Linked DNA regions of Zea mays: region 2 is linked to region 1. Evidence: chromatin contacts called from public Hi-C data. All regions are on one chromosome and are shown on one strand. The core of a region is the stretch at or near the end of the contact, and the rest is flanking DNA. Distances in the headings are between cores, read along the strand shown. Region 1 holds the start of LOC606415. Region 2 holds the start of LOC100191424 (alpha/beta-Hydrolases superfamily protein).

The links. A called contact is a pair of places that touch in the nucleus more often than the background predicts.
Region 2: a contact with region 1 is called in a Hi-C map of leaf, with 5 times the contacts expected there. The contact joins the promoter of LOC100191424 here to the promoter of LOC606415 in region 1. A contact is called at or near these places in 20 of 25 Hi-C or Micro-C datasets (bundle sheath, ear, endosperm and 5 more) and 2 of 3 datasets of contacts at active chromatin or transcription factors (leaf and seedling).

The regions. Positions count from the first base shown.
Region 1 is chr1:44,002,176-44,008,017 of Zm-B73-REFERENCE-NAM-5.0, reverse strand. LOC606415 reads left to right here and starts at 2,630. Exons shown (of 4, transcript NM_001112290.1): 1 at 2,630-2,796; 2 at 3,266-3,324; 3 at 3,427-3,602. The coding sequence starts at 2,662.
Region 2 is chr1:44,134,346-44,139,845 of Zm-B73-REFERENCE-NAM-5.0, reverse strand. It overlaps LOC100191424 (alpha/beta-Hydrolases superfamily protein), which reads right to left and starts at 3,492. Exons shown (of 6, transcript NM_001136857.1): 1 at 2,816-3,492; 2 at 1,652-1,843; 3 at 1,292-1,531; 4 at 515-732; 5 at 1-2. The coding sequence starts at 3,233.

The sequences.
Region 1 (5,842 bases), core at 1,381-3,880:
TTAGGTCAGTGAGCCACATGCGAGTCTTAATCTGCCAGCGCTTAAAGCTTGCGCCGTCGAACGCTTCAGGCTTAATGACATCAGAACTGGAGGCCATTATACGAATTGGTTTTCTGGACTGTTGTAAAATTAGAGAAATAAATGACATGCTTTCTACATATTTAAATAGATTAAATATTCTAATTCCGAATAAAACAGGCATATAACTCAGATAAATGCCATATGTAATTATAACAGCAATGAACAGTAGCAATGAACAGTATACGAAAATATGAAACATAGCTACTCAGGTCCATTAGATGATTAAACATGGCTTGTAGATGAAGAAGGGGGATTTAACACATAAACATAATTGTTTATATTAAGACATTGCTCTCAAAATAGTGGGTTACTCTAGACAGCCTTCCAACGCTAAATGGTGATCAGAGATCCTCGACTAACGTGACAGTCCTACCTTACCAAATTAGGGTTTTAGAATAAATATTATAAGCCTAGAAATCTAGCATCAATATCAAAATTAAAGCAGTGTGCACAAGAATTAAAGAATAATAATGAACTTAAATAATCAGCTTGCACAATTGTGAAAGAAATTACTAGACATAAATAATATTACTGCTGAAAATAACAACACACTAAAACCCAGACTGTCACGTTGTCTCACTTCATCGCTATTATCATTGAGCAAACAAATCCACCCATAATAGTGCAATCACACCCAAGTATTTAATACTAGCAGATTGCACAAAATTAAACAGTAAATAAAGTGAGGCAACGAACAACTCACAGCACGTAGATTGTCTACGTGGGAAGACCAGCTCAGCGAACACAAGGTTCTGTCTCAGAAAACCAATTCCGCCGCCCACGTCCGGACCTGCACGGCGGGAGGTTGACGGAGATATTGAAGCCGCTGCCGGAGCCGAAGGAGATGTCCACAGCACCAGCCCGAGAAGAGGAACACCGCGCAGCAGAGAGCCCAAACACCAGGCCACGGTGGACAGAGATCAGAACAGACAGAGCACCAGACAAGCGTACTGATAAATCAACGAACCACAGGAGAACCTCACTGCGCACGAGCAGTGCCACCTCCACCTTCTTCCACCACCAAGATGAACACCAGAACACCAAAAATCGACGGAATCGATCCAAACTGTGACTGGAACCGAGAGGGGAAGAAGAACAGGGAGCTGGCGATTTTTGGCTAGATACCCAGCAGAGAGTAAATCTCCATACTTAAGAAGCCAGGCTCGAGGAGATTGCGCAGGGGGCGCCATGAATCTCGGATGAGCCCTCAACCACCTGCAGAGCACCGCCGTCAGGAAGCAAACTGCTTCCCTTCGCTCGGTCTCCATCTCCCCGTGCTGCTACCCGTGCTTAGCAGCACGTAGGGTTACGATGCTGCTTGCTGGGCTGCTCGGCCAACCGGACTAGTAGTGGCCCAGCTGGCCGGCCTTTTATCTTTTTCTTTTTTTAATAAAGTGAAAAACTTCATTATGGATAGCAGAATTCATATTTGGTGTTTCTCCCTTGATCATGTTAATGAACAACGGCGATTAGAGCAGTGTCAACATCCTAAGCTCATTCGGGTAGGGCGTAAAAAACATACTCTTTCTTTTCCTACCTAAGAATAATTCGCAGGTTCCGGTTCCAATGGGAATTTTTTGTTTCTTTTAGTTTTTCTTTGTCTAGTATTGTTCACTGATTAAAGTTTGATGAGTTTGATATTTTCTACAACATCACAATGGTTAGCGCTAATTCCATTAAAACATTTTTAATAAAAGTAACCCCATATTTTGTCAATGTTCGTCCAACGTTGCATATGAGATGAGATCCAATATTTTGTATGAAGCTAATGAGCTTTGGCATCACGGTTAGCATCATAGCAACAAGGTAGGTAATACTTGCTGATCACATTCAATGTGACTCTTGCATATTGGGTGACATCATATGTCCCGTCTCCCAACATTTATGCTCTGAAGGACAAGTACAAATTATAGCTCCGTTAAGCAAACAACATTATAAAGTGGATGACGGTCGACGGAGTAGTGGAGCACTGTTTCTGTACCATTGGTGGACCCGTAAAAAATGACATACTAGGTTGTAGCAGGATGAGTACACTAGAGGTCAACAATAACCCCTGCCGACTGCTCGGCGAACTGCTGACGGGAAGGGAATATGCCTCTCCAGCGCTCTGCTCGATCGGTCGCTGGAGTGCACAGAGCATCAATCAACTTCTCGCGGCAACCTGACGTGCTCTGCTGCATCACCACCACCAGCCGCCAGGGCGGGATCTCGTGAATGAACAGTAGCGGGTTTCATTTGATTTTGAAAAGGGGGGGGGGGGGGGGGGGCTCTGGGTTCTATTTTGATGGGAGATCGATGGAGACATCAGTAGACGCCAACAAAGTACAGCAGATACACAGACTGACAGACACAAGGGACAACACAGTCCGCAGAAAACCATGAAAAGCTGGGCGATCTGGGCTGCACCCACGGAAACATGCGGAGGCCCAGAAATTCACGCGACGAAGGCAGCGTATCTAGCGGCCCATAACAGCCCAACAAATGCCAAGCCGTCGCTGTCGACTTTACTTCCCCACCCTCAACTCTTCTTTTCCCCTCTCCCTCCCCTCGCCGTCGCTGTCGTCGCCGTCCGTGCTAGCCATGGATCTAGGCGCTCCCGCCCGACGGCGCCTACCGATCCGCCTCTTGCTGGTGTCGCTCACCGTCCTCGTGGTCCTCACCGCGCGCTCCAGTGCCGAAGTCATCACCCTCACCGAAGAGACCTTCTCCGACAAGGTAACCCCCGCCGTGCACTTCTCTTGGTCTCTCTTCTCTCGCCTTACCTTCCTCCAGCCGCGGATACTTGGCACGGCTGTACCTTTTCTGTGTTGCGCTGATGGACGCAAGAATTAGCGGAGGCTACATACTAGACAGATCGCCATGCTTAGTCGTGTTCCAGATTTGGCAGCTGTATACCAATTGTTCAATGGTTTCACTTCGATGACTTCATAGTTGCTAAGTTGCCACTCGCCGTTATTAAACGGATGGATCATAGCTTTTGCAGTCCTGTTACCTGATATAGATAGTCCAGGAGTTCAAATCTATCATTTTAGTTACTACGTTCTCATGAGGATAGGGCTTACATCGTTACAGTCTGCACAATTTGTCGAACAAAAGCCAGAGAGTGCTACTGCGATCCGCTGTATGTTTGTATACTTGTTCCGGTCAATCAAGTTTGATTTTGAGATATTTCTCTCTTGTTTAGATAAAGGAGAAGGACACGGTGTGGTTTGTGCAATTCTGCGTCCCCTGGTGTAAACACTGGTAACGCATGCTTCTCACAGGGGATTAGATGGATGCTGGCTTATCATGTATAGATTTTTCTACTGCCACGAAGTTGATTCGTTAAGTGTATCGCGTCTGCAGCAAGAACCTTGGAACACTATGGGAGGACCTGGGAAAGGTTATGGAAGGTGCGGATGAAATTGAGATTGGGCAAGTTGACTGTGGTGTCAGCAAACCAGTATGCTCAAAGGTCGATATACACTCCTACCCAACATTCAAGGTGTTTTATGAAGGCGAAGAAGTAGTAAAATATAAAGGTATACATTGTTTCACCAGTTCACCATACTTTTTAGGCGAATGTTCCAACTGAAAACCATGTTTGTTCTTCTAGTTTTGGCCCACACCCCCTTATGAGCATCTATGGATTATACTCGGAGTGGGAGTGGGGTCTCAAAGTGTAAAGTAAATTTAATTTAAATTCGAATTTGATATTTAAACCATTTGTATATCAGACAAGTGCTCACTTTTGTGTACAATTTACTTCTAGATCAGTAGGTTGCCTCTTCTTCGAAGATTTTGCTAAATCCATTCACTAATTGTTGGAATGTGAACCCATAACCCTAACAAGGGTTGGGTGGTGTATTAATAGACTTGAGTACTGGGCCAGACCCATTACAGAGGGGCGAGACAGTAATTACATAGGGAAAAACCCCAAACCCTAAACGGCCAAACGGGTATTCTAACACCCCCCCGTAGTCACAACTCTATCCTGTACAGATGTTGAGACTGGAGCGAAAGTCTAAAAATACACTCGACGGTAACCCCTTGGTGAAGATGTCAGCGAATTGCAGTGTGGTGGGGACGCTGAGAACCCGAACGTCACCGGCAGCGACACGCTCGCGGACGAAGTGCAGGTCAATCTCCACGTGCTTCGTGCGCTGATGCTGCACGGGATTGGTGGAGAGGTAGACCGCGCTGACGTTGTCGCAGTAGACGAGGGTGGCGCGCTGAAGGGGACTGTGGAGCTCGTGGAGGAGTTGTCGTAGCCAGGAGGCCTCTGCCACGCCGTTGGCCACGGCGCGGTACTCGGCCTCAGCGTTGGAGCGAGAGACGACGGGCTGCCGTTTGGCGGCCCAAGAGACGAGGTTGGCGCCCAGGAACACGACGTAACCGGAGGTGGACCGGCGTGTGTCGGGACAGCCAGCCCAGTCAGCATCGGTGTAGACCACAAGCTCCGACGTCGGGGATGGTCGGAGTAGGAGGCCGTAGTCGAGGGAGCCGCGGAGGTAGCGCAGAATCCGCTTGAGCGCGGTGAGATGGGGCTCCCGCGGAGTGTGCATATGCAGGCACACTTGCTGGACGGCGTAAGCGATGTCGGGCCTGGAGAAGGTGAGGTACTGGAGCGCGCCGGTCAGGCTCCGGTAGGACGTCGCGTCGGCGACCGGAGGCCCGTCGTCCTCAGAGCTTCGCCTGGGTGTCGACAGGCGTGGAGCAAGGCTTGCAGTCAGACATGCCAGCCCGCTTCAGGATGTCGATGGCGTACTGGCGCTGGTGGAGGAAGAGACCCTGAGGCCGGCGCTCGGCGGTGATGCCGAGGAAGTGGTGTAGGGGCCCTAGGTCCTTCATGGCGAATTCCCGCTGAAGGGCGACGATCGTGCGGTGAAGAAGGTCGGCAGTGGATGCCGTGAGCACAATGTCGTCGACGTAGAGCAGGAGGTAGACGGTGTCGTTGCCGCGCCGGTAGATGAGCAGGGACGTGTCCGACTTGGCCTCGACGAAGCCGATGGAGGCCAGGTAGGAGGCGAAGCGACTGTACCATGCCCGTGGCGCTTGCTTGAGGCCGTACAGGGACCGGTTCAGCCGGCAGACCAGATCCGGACGGTCAGCGTCGACGAAGCCGGTGGGCTGGTTGCAGTAGACAGTCTCCGTCAGAGTGCCATGGAGGAAGGCATTCTTGACGTCGAGCTGGTGGATCGCCCAGTCGCGGGAGAGGGCGAGGGAGAGGACGGCGCGAACAGTGGCGAACTTGACGACGGGGCTGAAGGTCTCGTCGTAATCCACTTCGGGGCGCTGGGTGAAGCCCCGAAGGACCCAACGAGCCTTGTAGCGGTTGAGGGAGCCATCCGAGGTCAGCTTGTGGCGAAATAGCCACTTGCCGGTGACCACGTTGGTGCCTGGTGGACGCTGCACCAGGTCCCAGGTGTGGTTGGCCAAGAGGGCCGCGTACTCCTCCATAGCACGACGCCAATGTGGGTCGGCGAGGGCAGCGCGAACGGAGGAGGGCACAGGGGATGCGTCCGGAGGAGTGCAGGTCGTATCCGCTGCCAGGATCAGCCGGTCGACGGGGCGAAGAACGCCAGCGGCGCGCTGAGTCACCATCGGGTGGACGTGCCCGGGGTCGCGGTGGATGGCGACCGGGTGGTACACTGACGACTCGGAGCGGGCCGCCGGAACGTCGGGAGCGGCGGGTATGGCCGGCTCGCGGCGGTGAAAGACGACGGCGGGGTCGGCAAAGCGGGCCGTGCTCGTCGACGGGCCCGAGTCGGCAGGCGCCGAG
Region 2 (5,500 bases), core at 2,243-4,742, 130 kb before region 1:
TCCTGAATAATGCCGTAATATTAGTACTTGGCACAAGAAAGGGCAAATGTTCACATTTAATCAAAGGGATAAGTACTGAGAATTTTAAGCTAGCATCAATCAGGCATGGATAAATCAATTACTAACATATTCATAAAAAAGGGCTGAAGTTGTTTACCTATGTGGAACAGATGTTGAGTGTATAGTAGCACATGGAAGATAAACATAGATGCTTCGAATTTTCAGCTCAATATTATTTTTTTAAAAAAATATTTATCTAACTAAAATCCAGTGCCACTTATTCCTTGCGTCATTGTCTGTTGTACAAGATACCACACATCTTGCATCTGATTTTCCTATGCCTTGAAATAAACAGAAGGTTTCTACATTATAACTTATAAGGAACCCTGATGATGGATAGTGAGAGCAGGGAATGATAGAGCAAATAATAATGACATTCCCATATTGCTCTGTAGCAGCATCCCAATTTTTCTTTGGTACTTTGAGATAGTACATAACACTGATAACAGCATACCTTCTTCCCTAATGACAGTGACAACCAACTCTCCAGCTGTCCTTGCTTTCCAGAAAGGAAGGTTTGGCGATAAAAGAACGGTAGCAGTGACGGAAACCTCCGAGCTAAAATGTGCATCAGTTTCCGTTTCGTTGACCAGCTATCCCATGTTTTACTCCTCTCATCTTTCGTCATCTTGGAGTCATATGGATTTGCCATAGGTGCGAACATTGCTGCACCTGGACTCAGAATAATGAATCACATATCAGTAGACCTAATGGTAATACTTACATATACAATAAGCATGTAAGGTCTGTGTTCTTTGAAGACAAAAGTAATAAATGCTTTGACTGAAATAATCACATCTTAATTTTAAGATGCAATGGCAGTTACTATGACTTAACCAGATCAAGGTTCCGAAATAAGGAAGACATATGTGCATCTGTGCTTTCAGTTACAAAAATATTGTTACAGATTCAGACGGTGCTGAGTAATCCAATTGAATGGAGCACTCACATTTCATTATCATCGAGGCAAAAGTTGTATACTAATAAAATTACAAAAAATGTAAAACATGGATCACATTATGTTTAGGTCACAATCATTTCCATAATTAAGTCTTCTGAAGTTCAAAAGGCATAAATAAGGTATGGCATTGCATATCCACAGGCTGAACAATGGCTCCAGTGTGCTAGTGTCAGACAATTGCAGCCAAAGAGGCATCCCCATCAAGAACTTGCCAACATATAAATCTAGAAATCCAAAACAATATAGAAGAAAACCAAATGAAGTAGGTACCAGCAATTCGATCAGGAATGTAATGAAGAGCACTCCAGGCATGCATGCCACCTCCAGAATAGCCCACAACCCAGAACTTCTCTGGAATATTGAGAGCATTAGCCAGATAGAGCATGTCCAGTGCAGAAGAATTGAGATTCCGGCCTATGTGTGGATCACTTTCACCAAAACCAGGAAGATCATAGGTCACAAGTCGTACTCCAAATTCTTCTAGAAGAGATGCACTAATTCCAGGAATTCCTGCATGAAAAAGAACAATGTAGATCAAATAGAAAGCATGGAAATGCCAACAGAGTCCGGTAAATGATATAGCCCTCTGATTATACTAACATACTGTACCAACTCAACTAGACTCCCTACCTGTTAGCCTTGATGAAAGAAAAGAATGAGGAGCAATCAGTGAAAATCTTGCTCTGTTAGCTGAGACTCCTTGTTCTTCATAAGCCAGATGTCGTCCATCAGGAAGTTGGATTCTATCAGCACTTGGGGGACAGATGGTAAGTTTCTTTGGAAGCTCTACTGGAGTTTCATTGCCATTCCCAGCACCTAAAACTGCATAGAGAACATTCTCATTAAGCAATTAAAGTGGTGCACTGATCCTTACATGGACAAACTGTAATGTGCATCAACTGACCACAGTGCACTGACAAAATGGATGTCTAATGCATAACTGAGTCAATCAGGTATGAACATTTTGGCACTACTGGATAGATGAAGCATTGTGTTTATAACCGATGGCCATAAATTCATAACATGAGGATATCAAGAATGAAGTCAACTTAAATCCATAATATTATTCGAAAAATATATAAACTGACATGTTGCAGTTCTCAAGTAAGAAGCTTTGGTCCACAATGAACCAAACTGCTCACAAAATGTACGTAAGAAATCAGTGACAGAGTAAATCGGACTAAAAATGAGAACTAGACGGTTACTTAAACCAGACACACTAGACAAACCATCTGTATAAATGTGAATGAAATAGGGTCAAGCAGTCGCCCTTGTCCCATTCCGGGAGAAGGAACTCAAAAGGTAAAACAATTGACTAGTGGCATCCTTGACCATCGCACTGATTCAGTGGATCAAACACAAACCCAGAATACACATAAAGCAGTAGTGTAGTTGTGGGGTTTTTTTTCTTGTCAACACAACATTGCCCAAGCAAACTAGTCATGGATCCGAGGGTCTGAAAATGTATGGCTGCAAATATCACGTTTTTTCAACCAATTCGACAGTGAAACGTACTACAGGCTACTAGATATCTGCTCACAGATGAGAGAGATTACAATCCAAAACTCAAAATAAAACCCTCAACAGAAACTGCGCGCTTATTCCCGATTCTCCACAGTCCGTTAGATCCATCCCCACAAAAGAACAAATACGAGACAAAAACCCATATAGCCTGTTGCGGGACGCCAGAAACCACATTTGCACGCTCCGCTGGAGGCAGAGACGAGTCACGCCAGCGCGGTGTGTAGCGGTGCTGACGCAGAGAAGAGCGGTGGGCGCGAGATCAGCGGTTACCTAGGAGCGTGACGAATGAGACTGCGGCGACGATGAGCCAACACCTCACTGGGTCGCGCTCCTCGGGAAGGTACTCGTTCATGAAGCTGAGGCGCTCCCCCGTGGCCGCCGCCCGCTTCCGCAGCCGCCGCCCGAGCTCGCTGTCCTCGGCGCCGGCGAGGCTCTGCGCGGCGACGTCCCACAGCCCACGGCCCAGCTCCCGCAGCATCTCCGCCGTCGACTCCGCGAACCCCTTCGCCTGCTGCGCCCACCCCTCCTCCGCCCTCACCTCTTCCTCCTCCCCGTACCACCCGGCCCCCGCCGGCGTAACATCCGCCGGCGCCGGCGCGTGCCCCCCGGCGCCGGTGAGGTGAACGTCCGTGTCCCCCACGAGAGTGGCCAGGTCCTCGTGCCACGTCATCGTCGCCGCCGCAGTCATCTTGCCGCCGCGGCGCCGATCGCTTTTCCTCCGCGTGTACGTGCTCCCAGTCCCAAGAGAGAGGTTTGGAAATTGGGAGGCGAAGAAGGGAGGAGTGGAAGACCGGCACTGGGAGTTGGAAACGGAGGCGAAATGGCGAGCTTGAGACGTTTGGCTGACTTGTGGGTCCCGCTACGCTGTGTGCTTAGGGCTGTAGGAGTTTCCGGTGGGTCTCTTCGGTGGTTCCGTGGTTGCTTTCTTCCCCACTAGTGTCCACGGGTCTTGGCCGTAGGAGATGTGAGAGGCAGCACGGCGGCTCGCAACTGCCACTTATAAATGGACGGTCAGATTGACAGAGATGCTCTATGCGTACCACGGCGGAGTAAGTACTTGGGCCTGCAGGAGAAGTGATCACAAAATTTCAAAAGCAGTGGTCCCATTTTGTTCCTGCGTTCACTGACAATAAAACTTAAGAGAGTACCCATGCAAATGTAAGAATCAAACTGTTCACAGATATTTGAAGTTTTGAACGTTGCCCCGCACATTAGTTTAGTTTAGTGCATTGTGTAAACAAAATTCAGAAATGAAATTGATGTCATAGCTATAGGTACTGGTCTATTTTATTCATGGACTTAGGGTGTGTTTGGTTTGGCTTTTGGCTTTGGCTTTTGCCCCCTAAAAGCCAAAAGTCAACCAAAGGGTTGGATCAGGAAGCAGCTTTTTCTAAAAGCCGACTTTCTCGTAGTGCAAAACTGAAAGCACCCCTGTACCTGCTTTTAGTGGCTTTTGGATGGAACTGTGAAAACATATATCGAAGAACTTTTAACGACTTTTAGTGGTTTCCACCAAACGATTTTTAGCTTTTTAACAGCACACAGCCTACAGCAGCTTTTTCCACAGCTCACAGACCACAACAACTTTTTTCACAGCCACAGCCCAACCAAACAGACCCTTAGTCAAAGTTTGAAAAAAAAATACTTATACCAAAACTAAAACTATACACAGTTTAAAACGGACGGGGTATTTAGTAGCAATTGAAGATACATGCAACTATGAATAACATTAAGTGCTGTGGTCTCTTATTTTTAGGATCTTGGCTTTTCATCGGGGCATTTTGCTGTGGAAAATGGCCATAGTTTTTCCCTTTTTTGTGTTTTTGTGTCTGTGTATTACGTTTGTAATGGCTATACATAGTTACATACTACATGTTCTTAAAAGGGGTTTGTGACACTCTTATCATCTAAAACACTTTCAATCACTTTGTGCTTAAACTGAGTATTTTAAACATACAATAGTTTTCAAGTTTGGTGATCTAGTGATTTTAATCAATACTAAATCTGATTAAAAAATATAATTATAGATGCATTGTCGGTTAAAGTGTCCAAAGTTTAACCAAATGTATAGATAAAATATTACTCCCTTTGTCCCAAAATAGTATTCGCTATAGCTCTTGTTTTTATGTTTATATTCTAAATACAACTGTAAAGATGAGCACTCAAATATCAAAGTGGAGACATATAAATTATGTTGAGTAGGGAGCCTCATGTTATAAATCTGCAATTCTACTACCTGCAACATAATAAGCTCTTCATAGGTCCGTCCTACATGGATGAATAGAGTCAAGGATGGAGCCCGAAATAATTTTCACAGGGACTGAACTACAGTGTTACCGATATAAGCCAATTCTATGTTATATGGTGTACATTTTAAATTTAGGAGAGACTTTAGTGGTACTCCATGGGCTCGAGGCGGTAGTGAGGATCGAGCCCCACCCGCCCCGTCACTAGCTCTATTCCTGAATGGAGTAATGATAAAGAATGTTAAAATAGGATATCATGTGACTTAAAAATATTGATTCCTATCTACAATGTCTAAATGATTTGGCAAATATGAAATTTATCTCATAATTTACGTGTTGGGCTGCTCTTAGCCGCTTGCTCAGTGTGTCGAAAGTCGTTGAAAGTTTGAGACCCCTTGTGTTGCTCTAGCATATTTTGGTTGAAAGTTTGGGACGGCGCGCAACCGGACGAGAGAGTGTGGACGCTTGCAACGGCTGGACGTGCTGGCGGAGACCGACCGGCGACCGCCCCTCGCATCGCATCGCATGCCCATCACCCAAGGTCCCGAATCCCCGATACGCCACCTGCCAATTCCACCGGGCCACCACGAGTCCACGCCACGATGAGGCGGCAAAACAGAACGGGTCACAGGCTCACAGCTGCCGCCGCCGTACGGGGATCCGAGCCACCCCACGCGTACCGGTTACGCTTCGGGCAGGTGGGGTGGGC